Linked DNA regions of Arachis hypogaea: region 2 is linked to region 1. A link is a contact called in public Hi-C data. All regions are on one chromosome and are shown on one strand. The core of a region is the stretch at or near the end of the contact, and the rest is flanking DNA. Distances in the headings are between cores, read along the strand shown. Region 1 holds the start of LOC112771292 (pentatricopeptide repeat-containing protein At5g40410, mitochondrial). Region 2 has its middle 25 kb from the start of LOC140181420.

Region 1 (5,279 bases), core at 1,749-4,248:
ATGGGATAGTATTTTGAGTTTTTGTCTTGTTTTGTTTGTAGTTATAGTCATTAGCTATGGTTTGAGTGTAAGAAAGTGATGAATAAAATTTAATTAATATCCTTATAATCATATTTTTTAATAGAAATCTGCTTTGTAAATTGTAAACTGTGACTATACCTACAATTTCACTGAAGATATTACAAATATGTACAATTCTATAAATTAGAATTTGTGACTAAATCTGTAAAATAAAATGGTAAACACAAAGATAAACAAAAGACTAATTAAATATTTTACAAATATGCAAATAAAACTAATGAATCAACTTGTCATATATATACTAAATCTCTAAATTGCAAAATAAACCTTGATTCTAAATTATAATAATACTTACACAAGAGAGAATTAGAAAAAAGGCATCAAATAATTAAAGTTGACATTGTTCAAATACAAAAACAGAAAGAATTGAAAAATATAAAATGATCATTTCATGAAGAATAGAACTGAATGTTGATTGTACGATGCATTAACAGAAAGGCTTATACAGCTAGGAAGTTTAACCAACTTCTTGCATCCAATCAAAACATTAATATTACAGTTGCTAAAAAAGGGATAAACATATAATAAATTATAATAATAAATCTTAAATCTGATTTTATAGGTCAATTATAATCATGATAATGAATATTTTAAGACATGATAAACAAAAAATAATGTCTAGAGTATCATTATTACAGACTCAAAACAAAAAGGACTATTTAAAATGTTCTAAAATACAACTCTATACAAGACATTACAAAAAATATAAATAATCACTGACACAAACTTCAGCCACAAAACAATTACAAAACAATTTCAAAACACATCGAATTACAATTATTAGATTTGATGTTAGTGGTGGTGGATTTGGTTGAGATGGACTTGGGTTTAGATAACTTGATATTGGTTGGTGGATTAAGTTGGGCCTGGATTAGTGATTCGAGTTTGGCTTGGGCCAGTAGTTCTCCTTAAGCCTGGTCTAGTGCTTTGGATTGGGCCTGGGTTGGTAATTCTTTAGTGGGCTTCGTAACTGAGACATCATTTGGGCTTCCTATTGGATTAGGTGTGGTGACTAGTGCATCCTTGTCTTCTTCAGGAGCAATGAAAGTAAGCTCTATTAACTGAGGTACTTCATCATCATGAGGTTAGAAAACTCCATGCTTAAAATATAAGTGGACTCTTCCTTAGTTCATTCTTGCAAGATAGCATATCTCTAACAATTCCTTATCATGTGAAAGTGCTCTCAATCCACTCTTTAAAGGTCTACCAGGAACAAGCCACCAACATTTAACATTGTCAGCATAACTGAGCTCTATGTAGTAATTTTTCAGTGAAAATACATTCAATCTATCTTCATCGTTAATTCATCCGTGTTGTCCCTTTTGTAAACTACATTACCATCATTCTTTGTAATAAAGCTGCTTAAATGATGATACATGATGGTTATCAAATCACCCATCTACAAATATAATTCAAACAATTAACAACCTAACTTCAAAATCCAAGACCTTTTATATCATGCATCAGCTGACTCTACATTACATGGCAAGCAATCTTTTTTTCAGAATAGAAAATGTAAAAAATTCATATACAAAAGTGATCCTTGTATAAATGTTCAAAAAATTAGAGTACAAAAATTTTGATGCACAAACATAAATTTGGTGCATAGCCCACAAATTTTAGTATACAGCACAAAATATTTTTAAAGACCATATGTTTTGATAGCCAACCAATGAAATACGTACAACACATAAATTTTGGTGTACAACACAAAAATCTTGTTGCATTGCATAAAATTTTTTGTGTAACATAGAATTTTTGGAGGATTACATACCTAAAATATTAACTCACCTAACTAACAAAATATATTTATATAAAAAATTTTTGCTATATACAAAGATTTGTGTATTATATGTAAAAATATGTGTGCTATATGTAAAAATTTATGTGCTATGTCGATAAATTTGTGCTATATGCAAAATTTTGTATGTGATACTTCGAAAATTTGTATACCAGAAAGCGCAGAAAAAATAAAATAATGATATATGCATGTATTGTTTTTTTTGCCAAACTTTGCACTAATTTAATTGGACTTAATTACAAAAAGACTTAGTACTTGTTTTGGCGCCATTATTTTGATAAAAAAAATATTTTTTTTAATAAAAAATATTTTTTTTAATAAAAAATATTTTTTTTATTTTTTAGCGTGTTTGGCAAATTTCTAGTAGTAAAAGTAAAATCACTAGAAAAATAAAAAAAACATCTTTTTTGAGAAGCTATAATTTACATCTTTTTTTAAAAAATCTTTTTCTCTTAAAAAAAATATGTTTTTCATGTAATAAATAAACAAAAAAGTATTTTTATATTGTTATACCCAAATATAATTGATAGATAAAAAGATCTTTTTGTATGAGATATCCAAATATAAAATTACTTTTACTTTTTCATAAGATCTTTTTAAAAAAGATAACTTAAAAAAAAGGATATTTTCTTAGAAGTTCACTCAAACAAGCTCTTAGTGCTTGTTTGGGTGCTATTAAATCAATAAAAAAAAAAAACTCTTTTTTCAATGAAAAAAGATATTTTTTATTTTTTAGTATGTTTAACAAATTTTTAATAGTAAAAGTACTAAAAAAAAAAAAAATCTTTTTCGAGAATTTACAATTTATATCTTTTTTTAAAAGATATTTTTTCTTTAAAAAAAATATTTTTCACATAATAAATGAACAAAAAAATATTTTTATCTTATTTTATACAAACATAAAATTACTTTTACTTTTTTATAAAAAATCTTTTCTTAGTCACCTAAACAAATCCTATAATTAATATATAAAAAAATTCTGTTATATGAGATATTCAAATATAAAATCACTTTTATTTTTATAAGAGATCTTTAAAAAAAATATTATTTAAAATAATATCTTTTACAAACCCTCTTACTTTCCATATTTATTAAACAAATTTGAACGTGCTCTTCAACCCTCAAATGCCAAAACAAACACACCTAATGGTTTACTCTTAAAAATTGTAAAATGAATGATGAACGATTGAATGTGGTTCCACGCGAAAATCGTGGCTCGCATGTTTCTGTCTGCACATCAACCAAAGCCTCTATTGTTCAAACTAGCACTCCTGCCTCACTTGCATTCCTTTACTTCCCGCTGTTACTTCCTCTCCCAAGCCTCTTTACCATGCCGTTCCATTTCTTCATATCGTGACCCTCTTGTTACTTTCTTACTCGATGCTCTGAAATGTTCATCCTCTGTCTCTTGCTGCAGGGTCATCCATGCCCGTGTAATCAAATCGCTGAATTTCAGAGATGGGTTTATCGGTGATCAACTGGTATCAAGTTACCTCAACATGGGCTTGATCCATGACGCAGAGAAGCTGTTCGACGAAATGGCCAACAAGGATTTTGTGTCGTGGAACTCCTTGGTTTCTGGGTTTTCGAAAATGGGCCACCTTGGCAGGTGCATCAGTTTGTTTTCCATGATAAAATCTGAGTATGGATTGGAATTGAATGAGCTTACACTACTATCTATTATCTCGGTTTGTGCTTCTGCTCAGGCTAGGGATGAAGGTCAGTATCTTCATTGTTGTGCATTGAAGTTGGGTATGCTGGCTGAGGTGAAGGTTGCTAATTCTCTTATTAATATGTATGGAAAGTTTGGTTGCGTTGACTGTGCTTTCAGGTTGTTTCAGGCTATGTCAGAGCCAAATATGATATCGTGGAATTCGGTCGTTGCTTCCTGCACCCAAAATGGAATCCCCATTGAAGCTATTAACTATTTTAATATGATGAGGATGAATGGATTTTTTCCTGATGAGGCCACAATGGTGAGTTTGCTTCAAGCCTGTGAATTTTTGCCTTTAGGAATGTTGATAGAGGCCTTACACAGTGTAATCTTCACCTGCGGTCTTGATTCAAATGTGACAATTGTTACCACACTTTTGAACTTGTATTCAAAGTTAGGGAGATTGGATGCTTCTAGAAAGGTCTATGCTGAGATATCTAAACCTGATAAAGTGGCATGGTCTGCAATGATTGCAGGCTATGCCATCCATGGGTGTGGGAAAGAAGCAATAGAGTTCTTTGAAAGGACTGTAATGGCAGGTATGAAGCCTGATCATGTTACTTTTACTCATTTGTTAAGTGCTTGTAGCCATTCAGGGCTTGTCAAGGAAGGAAAATACTATTTCCGAATTATGTCTGATGTTTATGGGGTTCAACCCCGATTGGATCACTATTCATGTATGGTTGATCTTCTTGGGCGCTGTGGTCTTCTTAGTGATGCTCGTAACCTGATTATGCACATGCCATTACAACCAAATTCTGCAGTCTGGGGTGCCCTTCTCAGTGCTTGTCGTGTTTATGGTAACATTGATCTTGGGAAGGAAGCTGCAGAGAATTTGATTGCCTTAGATCCGTATGACCCTAGAAACTATATTATGCTTTCCAACATATATTCTGCTTCAGGCCTATGGAGTGAAGCGTCAAAACTGAGGACCTTGATGAAGAGAAATGTTCTAACTAAAAACCCTGGATGCAGCTTTATCGAGCATGGGAATAAAATCCACCGGTTTATGGTGGATGACTATTCTCACCCTGATTCAGACAAAATACATAAGAAGCTTGAAGAACTTATAAGAAAAATTCAAGAGGTTGGCTTTGTGTCTGAAACTGAATCCATTCTCCATGATGTTGATGAGGAGGTCAAAATAAATATGGTCAACAAGCACAGTGAGAAGATAGCTCTTGCATATGGACTTTTGGTTACTAACGCTGATAAGCCACTAGTTATAATAAAGAACCTTAGAATTTGCCGTGATTGTCATACCACTGTGAAATTTGTCTCTCAGATTGAGAAGCGTGTTATCATTATTCGAGATTCAAAGCGATTTCATCACTTTTCAGATGGATTATGTTCTTGTGGTGATTACTGGTAGTGGTCTCCGGAATTTGCTGTGATTGTCACACCACTGAGAAATTTGTCTCGCAGGTTGATAAGTGTGTTATCATTATTTGAGATTCAAAGAGGTTTCACCACTTTTCAGATGGATTATGTTCTGTGGTGATTAGTGGTAGTGGTCTCCGTTGAATCTGGCATCATTCAAATTATTCTTGGTCGCTAAAGCCCATGTGGTAAGAAACTTGATATTTGTATATATATATATATATATGAACGTATTTGTTTATACATGTAGCCGACCCCACTTAGTGGGATAAGGATGTTGTTGTTGTTGAATGTATCTGTTTA
Region 2 (5,279 bases), core at 1,264-3,763, 210 kb after region 1:
TTTCTCCCCATCCCCTTTCTTTCTCTCTCCCTTTTCTCCCTCTATCCCTTTCTCTCATTTTTTCTCCCATATCCCTATGCCTCTTCCTCTCTATCTCTCTCTCCCTCTCTCTCCCTCCCTTTTCCCTCCCCCTCTCCCTCTCCCTCTCCCTCTCTCTTTCTCTCTCACTTTCTCTCCTTCCCTCTTCCCCTCCCCTCTCTCTCTCTCTCCCTCTCTCTTTCTCTCTATTTGTCTCACTTTCTCTCCCTCTCTCTCTTCCTCCCTCTCTCTTGCGCTCTTTCTCCCCTCCCTTCTCTCTCTTTCTCTCTCTCCTCCTCCTCCTCCTCTCTCTCTTTTTCCTATCTCTCCTTCTCCCCTATTTTTTTCTTTTCTCTCTTCCTTCTTCTCTCTCTTATTTTGGAAAAAAGAGGGGAGAGAGAGAAGAGAGATATAGAGTGAGAGAAGGTTGAGAGAGAAAGAGAAAATAGAAAAAGGAAGGGAAGAAAGAGGAGAAAGAGAGAGAGGAGGGCGAAGAAAGAGAGAGAAGAGGAGAGAGAAAGAAGGAAAGTGGGAGAGAGAAAAATAGGAGAGAGAAAGAGAGAAAAGGGAAGAAGGTGAGAGAGAGAAAGAGAAAGAGAGAAGGGAGGGAGAGAGAGAGAAACAAAAGGGGAGAGAGAGGGAAAGGAGGGAGAGAGAGAGAGAGAGAGAGAGGAAGGGAGGGGGAGTGAGGGAGAGGGGAGAAAAAGGAAAGAGAGGGAGAGAAAGCGAGAGGAAAAAGGGGGAGAGAGAGAGAGAGAGAGAGAGGAGGGGAATAAAGAGAAGAAGGAGAGAGAGAGAGAGAGAGAGAGGAAGAAAGAGGGGGGAGAGAGAGAGAGAAAGAAAATGGGAGAGCGAGGAAAAGGAGGGGGAGAGAGAGAGAGAGAAGAAGAAGAGAGAAGGGAGGAGAGAGAGAGAGAGAGAGAGAGAGAGAGAGAAAGGAGAAGAGAGAGAGAGGGGGGAGGGAGAAAGAGGAGGAGAGAGAGAAAGAGAGGAAGAGAGACGGGAAAGGAGAGGGAGAGATAGAGAGAGGAAAAGGAGAGAGAGAAGGGAGAGAGAGAGAGAGAGAAAGACGAAGAGAGATGGGAAGGGGAGAGAGAGGAGGGAGAGGAGAGAGAGAGGAGAGGAAAAAAGAGGAGAGAAAAAGAGAGACGGAGAGAGAGGGGAAAAGAGAGAGAGAAGGGGGAGAGAGACGGAGAGAGAGGAAGAGAGACGGAGAGAGAGAAGGGAGAGAGAGGAAGAGAGATGGAGAGAGAGAGAGAGAAAGGAGGGAGACAAAGAGGGGAGAGAGAGAGAGAGAGAGAATAAAGGAGAAAGAGAGAGAGAAGAGGGAGAGGTGGGAGAAAGAGAAGAGAGAAGGGAGAGAGGGGAGAAAGAGGAGAGAGAGAGGAAGGGGAGAGAGAAAGTGAAGGGAGAGAGAGAAAGAATATGTAAAAACTAATTTTAGAATTTAAATAAAACCAGTTTTAATTTGGTTTAAAACTAAACTGAACCATAAAAACTGATTTTTAATAAACTAGTTTTCATAAAAATTATGGTTTCAGTTCAGTTTTTTATTTAAAAAAGTTGGTTTATTTAAAACAGTTTTAGTTCAGTTTCAATTTAGTTAAGTGAAACCAGTTTTTTATTTTAATTTTAAATTTAGAGTTCAGTATGCAATGGTTGCAAATTGCAATTATTGTTGTTCCTTTGATTTGTAAAACAGAGGATGAAGAATAGAGATAGGAAGAAGAAGCTGAAGTAAAATTGATTGTATATTTCGTGCTTGTTATTTGAATAAGTTTGTACAATATATATACATATGCGCCTACACTATCATATGCATAGCTGATAGCTCAGCGAATCATCATGAAATCTTCCAATTCTACCAACAAAAAAAAATCATATGCTAATAGAATTGGCGACTCATTAAACTGATCTATTCTAGAAGCTGGTATGAAATACAACAATCAGAAAAGCAATAAAATGTATGGATTATCATTTGGTTGCTTGGGCTTTGTTCTTTTGAGTGGGCTGATCATTTGTTTCTGACTTGTTTTAGGTTGATTTATAATCACAATGAAGTTTGTTTGTAATTTAGAAATAAAAATTAAATTAAAATTAAAATGTGGTAGTTAAAGAACATCATGAATAATTAATGAAGAAGAAAATTTGACCACCCCTTTGTAATGAGCAATAACATGTGAATCATTAGGCATGTAAACAATGATAAGTTTAATAGGATAATATGATGAAAACCATGATAAATTAGAAGTAATGTGATCAGTGGCTCCTGAATCAATGACTCGAGCACCATTAAAATTGAAATTAGATGAAGCATTATTCAAAACAGAAAAGGAATATGAAGAAGAAAGTAAGTGTGTACCCCAAACTTAGGCTAAGAAGAAGCCCAGTTTGATAAGAAGTGGAAACTTTAGAGTTATCATTGCAAGCTAAGTCTTGAGTCTTAGCCTGTTTAAGGAGAGCTAAGAGGGAGCTATGCTGGGCTGGAGTGAGGCCCAATTGCGATTCTGTTGAAGCCTTCAGTGGTGCCCTTTCTTCATTCACTAGGGCACGAGAGAGTGGTGCAGAGATTGCGTTGTTGACAAAGCCACTGCCGCGACCAAGTTGACGAGGACGACCAGGAAAGCGCGGATGTCCATGTGGGTAGCATGCTTTCCATAACGTACCTCCACCATGTGTCCGGTTCGGCCACAATGAGTGCACACTTTGGGGGAAGAGGTGCTGCCACGACTCGAACCAGAGGAAGGAGAGCCTCAACCGCGTCCCATGGAGGCATGGCGAGTATCGACGGCGGCGGTGAGTGTGAGCTGCTCGTTGAGTAGCCCCGAGGCCAACTGCAGTTGTCGTTCATGCTGAATATGACAAGGGCAAAGACTCTGTTGACTGGAGGAAGAGGATCGAGTAAAAGGATTTGAGAGCAAACCACCAAAAAAGCTCATCAAGGCCCTTAAGAAATCTGATGATAAATCTTGGGATCTGTTGTTTTGGCTGGACAAATGCAAGCAGGTAGAGGTTTTGAGTTCTCCAATTCTTCCCAATTCTTCCCAAAGAGACTTCAAAGATGGTAAAACTCAGTGATGGAAAGAGTTTTCTGTTTCAGAGCGTAGACTTCTTCTTGAAGTTCTGCAATTATGAGGAGATTGGACTCTGAGAAGCGTTCTCGGAAGTCCGATCAGACGTCGGAGGGCAGAAGATAAAACTCTAGGTGATCGAGGGAGAAAGGAGTGCAAAAGTCATGAAAGAACAAGGTTGTTGCATCTTTCCCAAATTGAAAACAGGATTTCATCTGGAGATCGGAGAGTAATAGAACTGGTAAAAAAACTAATTTTGTTCTAGATATGACAGCCATGGAAAAATAATGGCTCTAAGAATGGTAGTTGTTCTCTGTTAGAACTGGAGTCACAAGAATAGAGGTGGGGTTCTCACAAGAAGATTGCTTATTTTGGATTTGAAGTTTTGGCCATAAGAAATGGTGGGTGTCAACAGAGCTCTTTGTTGAGCTCTGGTACCATATTAAATCAGAGGATGAAGAATAGAAATAGGAAAGAAGCTGAAGTAAAATTGATTGTATATTTCTTTCTTGTTATCTGAATAAGTTTGTCCAATGTATATACATGTGTTCTTACACTATAAATATGCACAGCTCAGCTAATCATGAAATCTTCCAAATCTACAAAAAATGATTCATATGCAACAGAGTTGGCGACTCATCAAACTGATTTATTCTAGAAGATGGTATGAATTACAACCAACAGAAAAACAATAAAATGCATGAATTGTCATCTAATTGCTTGGGCTTTGTTCTTTTGAGTGGGTGATCATTTGTTTCTGACTTGTTTTGGGTTGATTTATGCTTGTGCTCTGATAATTTGTGTTCTTTTTCCTTTGTTTTTTGCGATATGCTGTGGTGGATTGGCGATTTAACAATTTGATTAATGATAATTTGGATATGAATGAAAGTAGTGTTAATTTATCGGTCGGCCATTTGACATCCATATTCAATTCTGATGGTCTTGGTATGCAATTATAGTTAAAAAAATGAAAGAAAACAGGCAAATACCTCCAGCCCTATGTCCAAAAAGTACTTTCTTTTTATTTATTAGAGTTCATAATAAGTGATTGATTTTGCGAAATACATTAGCCTGGGACACACAATATGCTTGAGAAAGAATTTCTCAGATGCAGTGTGCCTTATGGCGTATTTTATCTTAGTAGGTATATATGTATATATTTTGTAAAGGAATTAAGGGTTCATTATTCTTAGCATTTTTTTTATTTGTTGGAGAAATAAATATTGTGAAAATAATTGAATAATTGGCTGTTGGCAAGGAGCATCCCTATTAAGGTATAGCAATCTACTATTATAGCATGAAGTTGAGCTGCAATTTCTTGCAATAATTTACCCCAACATGATACCAAGAATAAATTATAGTATATTCGTATCTGTATTACTAGGTCCACCATTTATCCTCGTTGGATAAAAAGTAAAGTTCAAAGTGGCATATATAAATGGAGCTCTAAAGCGTTGTACCTTTTTGTTTTAAATATTGACAAAGCTTCACTAACTCACTCTGAATGAACTTGGTAGTGGCACTTTCTGGTATTCCTATTTTATTGACCTAGATTTGGTAAATCTTTCTGGAATTGCATGACTGAAACAATTTTCTCAGCTGAGGTAATGAGAAAATTATTTACTTTTATTTCTTTGATCACAAGCCTTTTTTAAATTCCAATAGTTTTTAGTTTACCTGCAGTGGAGTTTTGAGTTTTCTAGTTTCAGACGTTGGCAATGTGCAGTGTATGCCAGTATCTAGATTATTTTTTCTGGAGCACAATTCACACACTTCTAATGATAGAACTTTTATTTCTAGGTGAATGCATTTTTATTTCTTAATATTTTAAGTTTTCTGTTTTGTTTGGACAACTTTGAGAACTATAAAGTAAGTTCTGCTTCTCTTGTTATATATAGATGCATTTCATATTTGGTTATTTAGACAAAATACAAATATAGTTTATATTTGTATGTTGAAGTTTAAAATCAGTGAGGGTAGTTAAATAGTGTAATTGATTTTGAAGAAGACTACAAATTTGATTATGACTTGAATTTAAAGATGAGATCCTAATAGGTCCTAATCCAATTTAAATTGTTGCAAAATTATTATGAAAAGTCGAGCATTATGTCACATTCATAATATAAGTTTGGGTAACACTACGGTACAGAGCTAATATACAGATTTTTTTTTTGGTATACTAATTTTGAG

The links. A called contact is a pair of places that touch in the nucleus more often than the background predicts.
Region 2: a contact with region 1 is called in a Hi-C map of an unstated tissue, with 4 times the contacts expected there. The contact joins the enhancer-like site here to the promoter of LOC112771292 in region 1. A contact is called at or near these places in 2 of 8 Hi-C or Micro-C datasets (leaf and an unstated tissue).

The regions. Positions count from the first base shown.
Region 1 is chr18:112,008,369-112,013,647 of arahy.Tifrunner.gnm2.J5K5, forward strand. It overlaps LOC112771292 (pentatricopeptide repeat-containing protein At5g40410, mitochondrial), which reads left to right and starts at 2,999. Exons shown (of 4, transcript XM_072226255.1): 1 at 2,999-5,164. The coding sequence starts at 3,073. The coding sequence ends at 4,968.
Region 2 is chr18:112,222,653-112,227,931 of arahy.Tifrunner.gnm2.J5K5, forward strand. No RefSeq gene overlaps it. Among protein-coding and RNA genes, the nearest start is that of LOC140181420, 25 kb to the left of the region's middle. Within about 2 kb of position 2,514, at least 3 of the 3 cell types and tissues checked have open chromatin away from gene starts, as enhancers often do.